Regions from separate parts of the Drosophila melanogaster genome. Here regions 1 and 3 are each linked to region 2. A link is a contact called in public ChIA-PET and Hi-C data. All regions are on one chromosome and are shown on one strand. Each heading gives the region's core, a stretch centred on a gene start, on an enhancer-like site or on the middle of the called end of the contact. The rest is flanking DNA. Distances are from core to core; before and after follow the strand shown. Region 1 holds the start of CG11902. Region 2 holds the start of CG4553. Region 3 holds the start of CG31098.

The links. Hi-C and Micro-C count contacts between places; a contact is called where the count stands out from the background. ChIA-PET counts read pairs in DNA pulled down with a chosen protein or histone mark.
Region 1: a Hi-C map of the Kc167 cell line shows a contact between it and region 2, with 3 times the contacts expected there. The contact joins the promoter of CG11902 here to the promoter of CG4553 in region 2. A contact is called at or near these places in 17 of 107 Hi-C or Micro-C datasets (the Clone 8 cell line, the D17-c3 cell line, the Kc167 cell line and 7 more) and 4 of 6 datasets of contacts at active chromatin or transcription factors (the Kc167 cell line and the S2 cell line).
Region 3: a contact with region 2 is called in an RNA polymerase II ChIA-PET map of the Kc167 cell line, with 5 times the contacts expected there. The contact joins the promoter of CG31098 here to the promoter of CG4553 in region 2. A contact is called at or near these places in 3 of 107 Hi-C or Micro-C datasets (the Clone 8 cell line, the Kc167 cell line and the S2 cell line) and 1 of 6 datasets of contacts at active chromatin or transcription factors (the Kc167 cell line).

What each region holds. Positions count from the first base shown.
Region 1 is chr3R:25,333,837-25,336,699 of dm6, reverse strand. CG11902 reads right to left here and starts at 1,443. Exons shown (of 5, transcript NM_143132.4): 1 at 1,172-1,443; 2 at 784-1,097; 3 at 649-729; 4 at 1-597. The coding sequence starts at 1,300. CG10669 reads left to right here and starts at 1,457. Exons shown (of 6, transcript NM_001170257.2): 1 at 1,457-1,672; 2 at 1,750-2,252; 3 at 2,308-2,553; 4 at 2,727-2,863. The coding sequence starts at 1,553.
Region 2 is chr3R:25,475,399-25,478,351 of dm6, reverse strand. It overlaps CG4553, which reads left to right and starts at 1,437. Exons shown (of 1, transcript NM_143139.2): 1 at 1,437-2,716. The coding sequence starts at 1,499. The coding sequence ends at 2,590. It overlaps Vps33B (Vacuolar protein sorting 33B), which reads right to left. Exons shown (of 4, transcript NM_143138.3): 4 at 2,596-2,953. The coding sequence ends at 2,738. It overlaps MED28 (Mediator complex subunit 28), which reads right to left and starts at 1,349. Exons shown (of 1, transcript NM_143140.1): 1 at 607-1,349. The coding sequence starts at 1,250. The coding sequence ends at 681. XNP (XNP,) reads left to right here. Exons shown (of 4, transcript NM_170228.3): 4 at 1-484. The coding sequence ends at 96.
Region 3 is chr3R:25,291,722-25,294,421 of dm6, reverse strand. CG31098 reads left to right here and starts at 1,445. Exons shown (of 3, transcript NM_170212.3): 1 at 1,445-2,394; 2 at 2,458-2,674. The coding sequence starts at 1,552. It overlaps CG31102, which reads left to right. Exons shown (of 4, transcript NM_170213.3): 2 at 1-74; 3 at 151-514; 4 at 571-964. The coding sequence ends at 764.

The sequences.
Region 1 (2,863 bases), core at 194-2,693, 140 kb after region 2:
TCTTCGTCGGAATCGCTGAGTCCCAGCTCGTATCCGTGGAAATTCACTACACAGGCATACTTCTCCAAATGGCCATCTGCTATGTCAACGCAGATCTGTTTCTTTATATTGTCCAAGTCACATGGCAAGCCAGGAAAATGCTCTCTTACCACGTCACTATCCGTTCTCAAGTTGACTAAGGTCTCCGTATCTGCGTGATCCCATAGGTGAGCTCTAAGCTCCTCCATTCGCTGGCAGCTCAACCCGCATAGCTTGCACTCGATTCTTTTTAACTTTCCTGAGCTATAGAGGCGCTCAGCAAAACGCCACTCTTTCCCGAGCTGGAGAGCCTTCCATTTGGCCTCTCGCTTCTTGTGGCATCGGAGATGAAATATGTACTTGTCCTTGCGCAGGAATCCCTTGCCACAGGTGTCGCACACGTATGAAGCGTTCTCGAAGTGGATCCTGGCGTGGCGCTGCATGTCGCGGTACCAGGAGAATGTCTTTCCGCAAACCTCACATGCGTGCCGGCCATCCGTGGTCATCGCCTGGCTTTTCGCTGGACCAGGTGGGCGTCCTCGACGGCGCTTAACCGGCGATGGTTCAGATGGCTTACATCTAGGAGGGACAAAAAGATTAGGGCTTATAGTGCTATTATATTAGACTTACTCCTCGTTTTCGCTTTCCACTGGATGCTTTACTTTTCGAGAGCTTCGACGTAGATGATACGACTTCTTTTCCACTTGATCTCTTTAAGGAAATTAATGTTATATTGTAAAGACGGTAAGTTTGAAGAACACTTACTCATCGCTTTCCGGACCAGAACAAAATTCCCGATCGCTGCCACTCGCCGGCTGCCACTTAAGTTCCAAAGCCGTCGCTTCGGTGTCGTCCACTTCCACTTCGGACTTGTTACCGCCATCATCGAGGTCTACTTCCGTTTTTATGTTCTGTTCCGCAGGAATATCGATGGGCAATTCGTCTAGACATTCCCTCAACTGAGCCAGCAGCTCTCCATGGACTTTTCTGGCCTGTTGCACAAAGGTATAGGCACTTTCCATTCGTCTCCAGCACTCGCTGCATATATGTTGCGGCAGGTTGTCATCGGTGTTTTCCAGCTGGGTTTAAGGATCAGGATTGTTACAAGGTTAGGAAGGTATGTTCTAAGACCAAGTTCTGTTAACAGACTCACATCGATTTGCGTCAATTCCTGGAGCACCGCATAGTAGCTTTTGGAGGAGTCTTTGTCCAGGCAAGTGGACAAGGGCAGCAATTGGCTGTTCTGCACCGCACAGGTGCGGCACACGTCCGACGGAAGCATTTTTTCCGTAGTGAGCTCGCTTAGCTCATGATTTTCAACTAGAATGTTTATGAAAATCACTGAAAAACAAATTAAACTTATAAATGCAACAAGAGCCCTTTTGAGTGTGACCGATGTTTATGCAATCAGCTGTTTCACAATGCAATCCGCGTTTTTCAGCACTACTCACTCAGCTGTTTTTTCAGTTGGCTAAACTGACACTTTTTGCTCTTTAACTTGGTTATAAAAAAAGTAAAATAAATGCGTTAGGAGATGACCAGGACGTGCAGAGTGTGTGGCTGCGACGACGGACGCTACTGGATTGAAACGCCCGTGGAGAAGTACGCGGAGAAGACCTTCGTCCAGCTGCTGGTCGAGCTAACGCGAATCGAGGTGGGTGAATTGTCCTTTTGTCATTCAATTGGTGCCCTCATCTATATTAATTTACTTTATTTAAATGGTACTAAAAGGTGGTCATGGCGCAAGCTGAGAAGTTCCCACAGTGGCTGTGCTACGCGTGTGCCGAGAAGCTGGAGAGCACCTACGATTTTGTGCTGCAGGCACGTCGAACACACGAGCTGTGGCTGCAGAAAATCGGGGATTCTTTGAATGGGGATGACGAGATGGAGGGCACTGCGGCCTTGGAATGCCTGCGTGAGACACCCATCCACCTGTTTGAGATTGAAGGCGTGACCATCAAGACGGAGGAACTGGCTTCAACGCAACAGGCGCCCAAGGCAGATCCTTTAGTGCGCCCGCGCATTGTCAAACGGAGTATTGTACACTTTAGCGATTCCGATGAAGACCTGGATGATGTGCCTCTGCGTCAACGTAAGATAGCAGCCTCGGTCTGCGGCTCTGACACGACGAAGGAAAATGTTTGCGAGCTGTGCAACAAGGTCTTCAGATATGTCACCAATCTGTATCGTCACAAGCAGAGGGACCACGGAATTCTGGGCAAGAACGGAGAGGAGTATGAAACAACTTTATGCTAGCTAGATAGCCATCTAAAAGTTTTTTATTGATAGTTATGAAGAAGACTATTACAAGTGCGATCTGTGCGATAAAACCTACAAGTACGTGATGGCGCTGGTGAAGCACAAACACAAAGAGCACGGATCCAGTCTCCTGTCGAATAATTCCGGGCGAAAGATGCCGTCAACTTTGGCCGAAGATGCCAATCCATACAGTCCAGCATCCATCTCTGAAACATCCACTAATCAAAGCAGAACCAACAACGACTCCCTGGTACACAGCATCATCAAGGCAGTGGTGTAAGATTAATGTCATTATTCATTATGCGGGTGCCACAAATATCACATCAATTCCATAGTAAAATCCAAAACGGAAATCTTTTGTATCGCAAAATGTGTCTAATAATTGCCATCTGCCCGCTTGATTGCTAGTCCATTTACCTAATTGATATTTGCACTATTCTTTTTTGCAGACTCTCCGATGAGGATGGCCACAGTGGTGAAGATAGCTACTACAATTGCGATCAGTGTAGTAAATCGTACAAGTACATTGTCAGCTTGATCAAGCACAAGCACAAAGAGCACCTAGACAAGGAGTCATACAAGCAGT
Region 2 (2,953 bases), core at 188-2,687:
GGTGTTCCGCCAATGGCGGGCGGATCGGTGGCACATGGGCCACCGGCAGCACCTGCTCCGGGCTTTGAACCGGATAAGGTATACGAGATCGACTAAAATACCCGAATCGAACCAATGCCGTGGTTACACCCTTTAATTTAATCGTAGGTAATTCGTCGACTTTGTCGATATTTCCTGTGGACTAAAGTTACAAATGTGGTTTATCCTATCTAATTACAATTACCAATTACCCATAACCGAGCGCATAAGATTATTTTTTCGTCAACTCAGTTAAGTTCGAAACTGTCCTAATTCATGTGTAGACTTACATTAGATACAAGTAAAAACAACAAAATATACAGCATATGATTTAAATACATATTTACACGATATAGATCATGGCTATATACAAACAATTCTGCGTATCCGGCTAGGACAAGCAGAATTACAATTATTTAACACGCGACATAAAGATAACAAAAATAAATGGCACAGATATTATAATAAATGCGTAACGATTTTTCTCCTCAAAAGTGAATGTTTTGCAGATATGGGAAGGAAAACTATTAATCATCAAAACTATGAGTAAGAAACGAACTATATAAGGATTATAAAAACGTTCGTGATATATAATCAAATCGGTTTATTTAACTAATCCAGGTCTATACAAGATTACAAGCTAAAAGGAATGCATTCCTGTTTCATTTGGGTGGCATTTGTCTGCTTATCATGCGGAGCTGCTGCATCTGCTGTGCCTGCAGCATGTGTGGACTGGGCTGCATGGGTCCGCCGGGTTGCATTGCACCCGGAGGCATTCCGGGCATCATTCCCGGTCGCGGCGGTGTACCTCCCATGGGTGGCATTCCGCCACCGGGACCTTGCAGCATTCCAGAGCCGATGGGCGGCGTGGGGCGACTGTGTACGCCCTGTTGGATGTCCGATAGGCAGGCCTTCCACTCCTCCAGGCGATTGTAGTGCTTCTGCAGGAGTGCCTCCTTGCGTTGAATCTCGATGCTCAGGTCCTGATTCTCGTCCTTGATCAGCATGTAGGGCTTCAGCGTGGAGACGAGAAAACGCTTCTGCAGGAAGAACGCCTCCATTTGGCGGGCGACGTCTATGAAGCGATTTGTGGTCTTCTGTACCTCCAGATCGATTTCCTCCTTGTTTGTCCCGGAATTCGGCTCCTGTTTGGTCAGCGTCAGCAGGCACGACTGGAAGGCCTCCTCGAACTCGTCCATCAGGTTACCGCCGCCGGACTCATTGCTGGCCATGATTTCGTGAGCTTGGAAGTCGAATAAACAATTAAATACAAATAACTTCGCCGGTTCAGCGGAAACAACAAAAAAATCAGCAACACAATTTCGGGAGGGTTGTTACGTTTTGTAAAGTGCTATACCGACGACTTATCGATAATGAATTAGAAGACGATAAGCGCTATATATCGATAGCCTTAATCGCGGTTTGCATGCGGCTGTTTATGTAAACAAAAAGTTTAAATGACTTAAAATTGTTCACCAAGATGACTGCCCGCATGATCCAACGCGGCCTGCACACTGCTCGCTCCTGTCTGTTGGCGAGAGCTCCTCGTCGCGCAAATCCTGGACTAGGTTACCAGCTGGAGCAGCTGCAGGAGCACCCGGAAAAGAGCAGCGAAGCTAGCGAGGATTACGCCGATCTGGAGTCGGATTTCATGGACGTGCAGAAGACCCATCGGCAGTACGAGAGGGAGCAGCAGCAGCATCGCGACCGCATCCGTCAGTTTATGATAAAGCACAAGTATTTCCGAGACGCCAAGTTGCCCAATCTCTTGCTTCATGCCGAAAAGGAGCAGATGCGCCTGCTGCACGAGCGAGATCCCGAGGAATGGAGCGTTGAGCGATTGGCCGAAAGTTTTCCCGCCACTCCGGACATTGTGCAGAAAATTCTGCGGGCCAAGTGGCGACCGAGAAGTGTGCAAAGGATACGCTCCCACGATGAAACCGTCATTAAAAACTGGCAGCTTTTAGGGACGGGAAAGGGTGACTTCAGTATCCCACCGTCTCTTCTCCAGCATCTGCAGAAATTCGCCGAGCGAAGGTGGCAGGATCTGCGGGAGCTTAAAATCCAGGATTGGCCCACAAAATCACAACTACCGACTCCGCAAGGCAACGAATTCCGCAAACTGCTGGGCAGCAGTAGTAAAACAACAGAGGAGATGCCTACACCACAAATCCCATCCGGCTATGAAGCTCCACCCTCTGCTGCCGAAGATGAAACCTATTTGTTGGACAAAATCCGTAATAAAAAGAAGATGCGGCTGCAGGAGCTTAAGGAATTGCAGCTCGTTGAGTCTGCGCCCGCAGTTCCAGAGGAAATGAAGCGGCCCATCGAGAATCCCAGTGGCACCGGATTCCTGCCCAGTTTCGTGCCCAAGTTTGCGAGCAGCGAGATTGTGATCAGTGCCGCGGATCAGCGCAAGTATGAAATAACCCAGGTGAAAACACGCATTGTTATTCCCCGGAAACTGCATCGCCAAGGAGCCACTTACCGGGTGGAGGATGCCTATTACGATGACGATGGAGAGCTGCTCTACCGAGTGCCTGGAATGACCAGAGCCAGTGGTGATAAATAGCAAATGCCACTTTTAGGTAATATTTATTCGAAAAGAGCATTGTTTAAATTGTAAATTTCGAAAATTGTTAATCACAAGCTTTGTCATCATTGTTTTGTATAAAAATATATAAAACATTTGATACACAGATTCTTAGTTACTTCATGGTCAGCGGTTGAAGGCGGTGGCGATCAAATCACTGCCCGCCATTAGAGAGTCGGATGCCACGGTTATTTGGGCGCCTGTTAGCTTTGCCACAAAATCGCAGGCGGCGATTTCCGCATAACTGGCACCACCCACAATGAATACAAAGAGATTCCTGAGACGCAAGGGGAACATATCCTGATCTGCAACTCCGTTTAGCTTCACTTGGCTGGCATAGGC
Region 3 (2,700 bases), core at 196-2,695, 180 kb after region 2:
AATCGTATCAGGCGAGGCTCCAGAGCTATAAAACTGCAATAGCCAGTTGGGGTCTGGCCGATCACGAACAGTATGTGAGTCGCATTGTAAGTTAAACAATCTAATAAATATCTTAACATTCAATAACATCGATTTGATGATGTATTCAAGCCCACGGCCGATCAATTTGTGCAATCCTACGCCAGCTGCTTTAACAACAATCCGCAGGAGTTTAAAGTTCTAAATCACGGTGATTTTTGGTCCAGCAACATAATGCTAAGCTATACTCAAACTGGTGATATCAACCAGGTGCGTTTCGTGGACTTCCAACTGTGCAAGTGGGGTAGTCCGGCTCAGGATCTTTGGGAACTCATCATATGTTCGGCACGGCATAGTATACGAATACAATACTTTGACTACTTCATCAGGATATACCACACACACCTAGTGCGCTGCCTAAAGATCCTAAAATACAGCGAACGAATACCAATGCTAAGGGAGCTGCATATGAGCATGATCAAGTATGGATTTTGGGGTAAGAATTTAACTAGACGATCACTATATATAAATGATACAAAACTCTTTTATCAGGCTACTTTACCACCTTCACGCACCTTGTGTTCATTTTGCTGCCACCGGATACGGAAGCTAGCTTGGTGAAGCTTACGCAGCCGGGAGAGGAAGGAGATCGCTTCCGGTCCAAGGTGTACACAAATCCACTCTACGTCCGCTCTGCGCTCAGCATATTCCCCTTTCTACTTCGGCGTGGTATTCTAGACTTTTGAAGCGGTTCAAGTCATTACTGTTAAAACCGAAATTAAGTATATGAATTTGTATTAAAGACTAAAAATGTATACAAGTAGATCGATATATATATATATTTTACATACTTTATCCCGTTTGGACTGTAACTTCTTTTACATCATAATTTAATATGTTTTCAACTATCAAAACAAATATAGTAAACAGCATAGTTTCAGCAGATAAACAAATCTATTTGTTTATTGAAATAATTTTCTGAAGTTGATAACTTGTAGAAAATGTGCTAATGCATTTCTGAAGTTCTGAAGAAAATCCTCTAACTGGCATAGAATATGTATAAATCTATAGAATATAGAATATATACCTATAGAATAAATACATTAGATAAATGCCAAGTCATTAAAGCTTATCACAACAGTTGCCTGTATTCAGATCACATTTTATTTGTTCCCCAAGGAAAACAGTAAAACATCACTAACAAGTACGTTAAATATATATGTATCTCTGTTTTTCCACTTTTATTTGTTGTTATCGGGCACAAGTTCCACACTGCTCAATAAACCGGTTTCATTGCCGCCATAGATTCCACATGTACATATAAATAATATTATATATACATAAATCAGCTGATAAGCCAGCGCAAAGCTAACAACAGAGAGAGCTTTACAGAAGCTCTATCTTTCTCCCAGCCCGTCACATGTTTTGCCCCACATTCTTGATTCGATAGCCCCCAGCGTAAGTTGCTACTCAGCTCTCTGTTATTTTTATTCGGTGCGGTCAGGTGACTTGAGAAAAAAAGAAGAAAATACAATGGGAACCGGCAGCAAGAACTACCAGGCTCCGGAATGGCTCACCGCCGAATTCCTGCAGGATGTGCTGAAGGAACACTTCAAGGAAGAGCAGCTGGCAGTCACCGAGTTGATAGTAAAGAGCGCCCAAGTGGGCGACCAGGCGGCGGGATTTGCCAGCGAAATGCATCGGGCCAGTTTCAATCTTCAGAGGGGCACTGCACCCAAAGGCAAGTTTTCAGTGATTGTGAAGGATCATCCCAAGGGACAAACAGGTGCTGTGGCCCACAGGAGTAAGCTCTTCAAGCGTGAGATTCTGGCTTACAAGGAGGTGCTTCCACGTATTCAAGCCTTGCTCCAATCCATTGGAGATCAAACGAAAATTGCACCTACGTGCTACTACACCACGGAATCGCCGGAGCCATTCCTGATTCTGGAGGACATGCAGCTGTCCGGCTTCGAGAACTTCGAACGCGGTCGACTGCTGAATCTGGACTACGTACTGCCCACCATCGAGAAGGTCGCCAAGCTGCACGCTTGCAGCGCCCTTATCGCCCAGGATAGCCCCGAGGTGCTGGAGTTCTTCGACGAGGCGCCCATTTCGAGGAATCCGGACCGTCGTGACTTCCTCACCTTCTTCCCCGTCAACATTCGCTGCGTGGCCGAGGAAGTGGCTCACTGGAAGGGCTACGAGGAGATCACCGAGAAGATGTTCAACCTGGCCGAGAATGTCCTGCAAAGAGCGCTGACCATGTTTGAGAGCACAGGCAAGGATTTCCGGGTCTTCAACCTCACCGATCTGTGGATCAACAATCTCTTGTTCCACATCAACAACGAGACCAAGGAGCCAGACGATGTGGTCACAGTATGTCATTCATAGACGAGAATCCATTCGAAATCCACGTTAATTTATCTCTTCGTTCACTAGTTGGACTTTCAGTTGGCCTATGTGGGATCCCCAACCATTGATCTCAATTACTTCCTCTACGGATCCTTGAACGAGAATGTTCGTAAGGTCCACTATAAGTACATTGTGAGGGAATACCAGAGAGTGCTTCAGCAGACCCTGGAGAAGCTAAACTACCAGGGACACATTCCAACTCTTAAAGAAATCCACATCGAGTTGATCAAGACCAGTCTTATGGGTATGATCATCATCACCATTTATCTA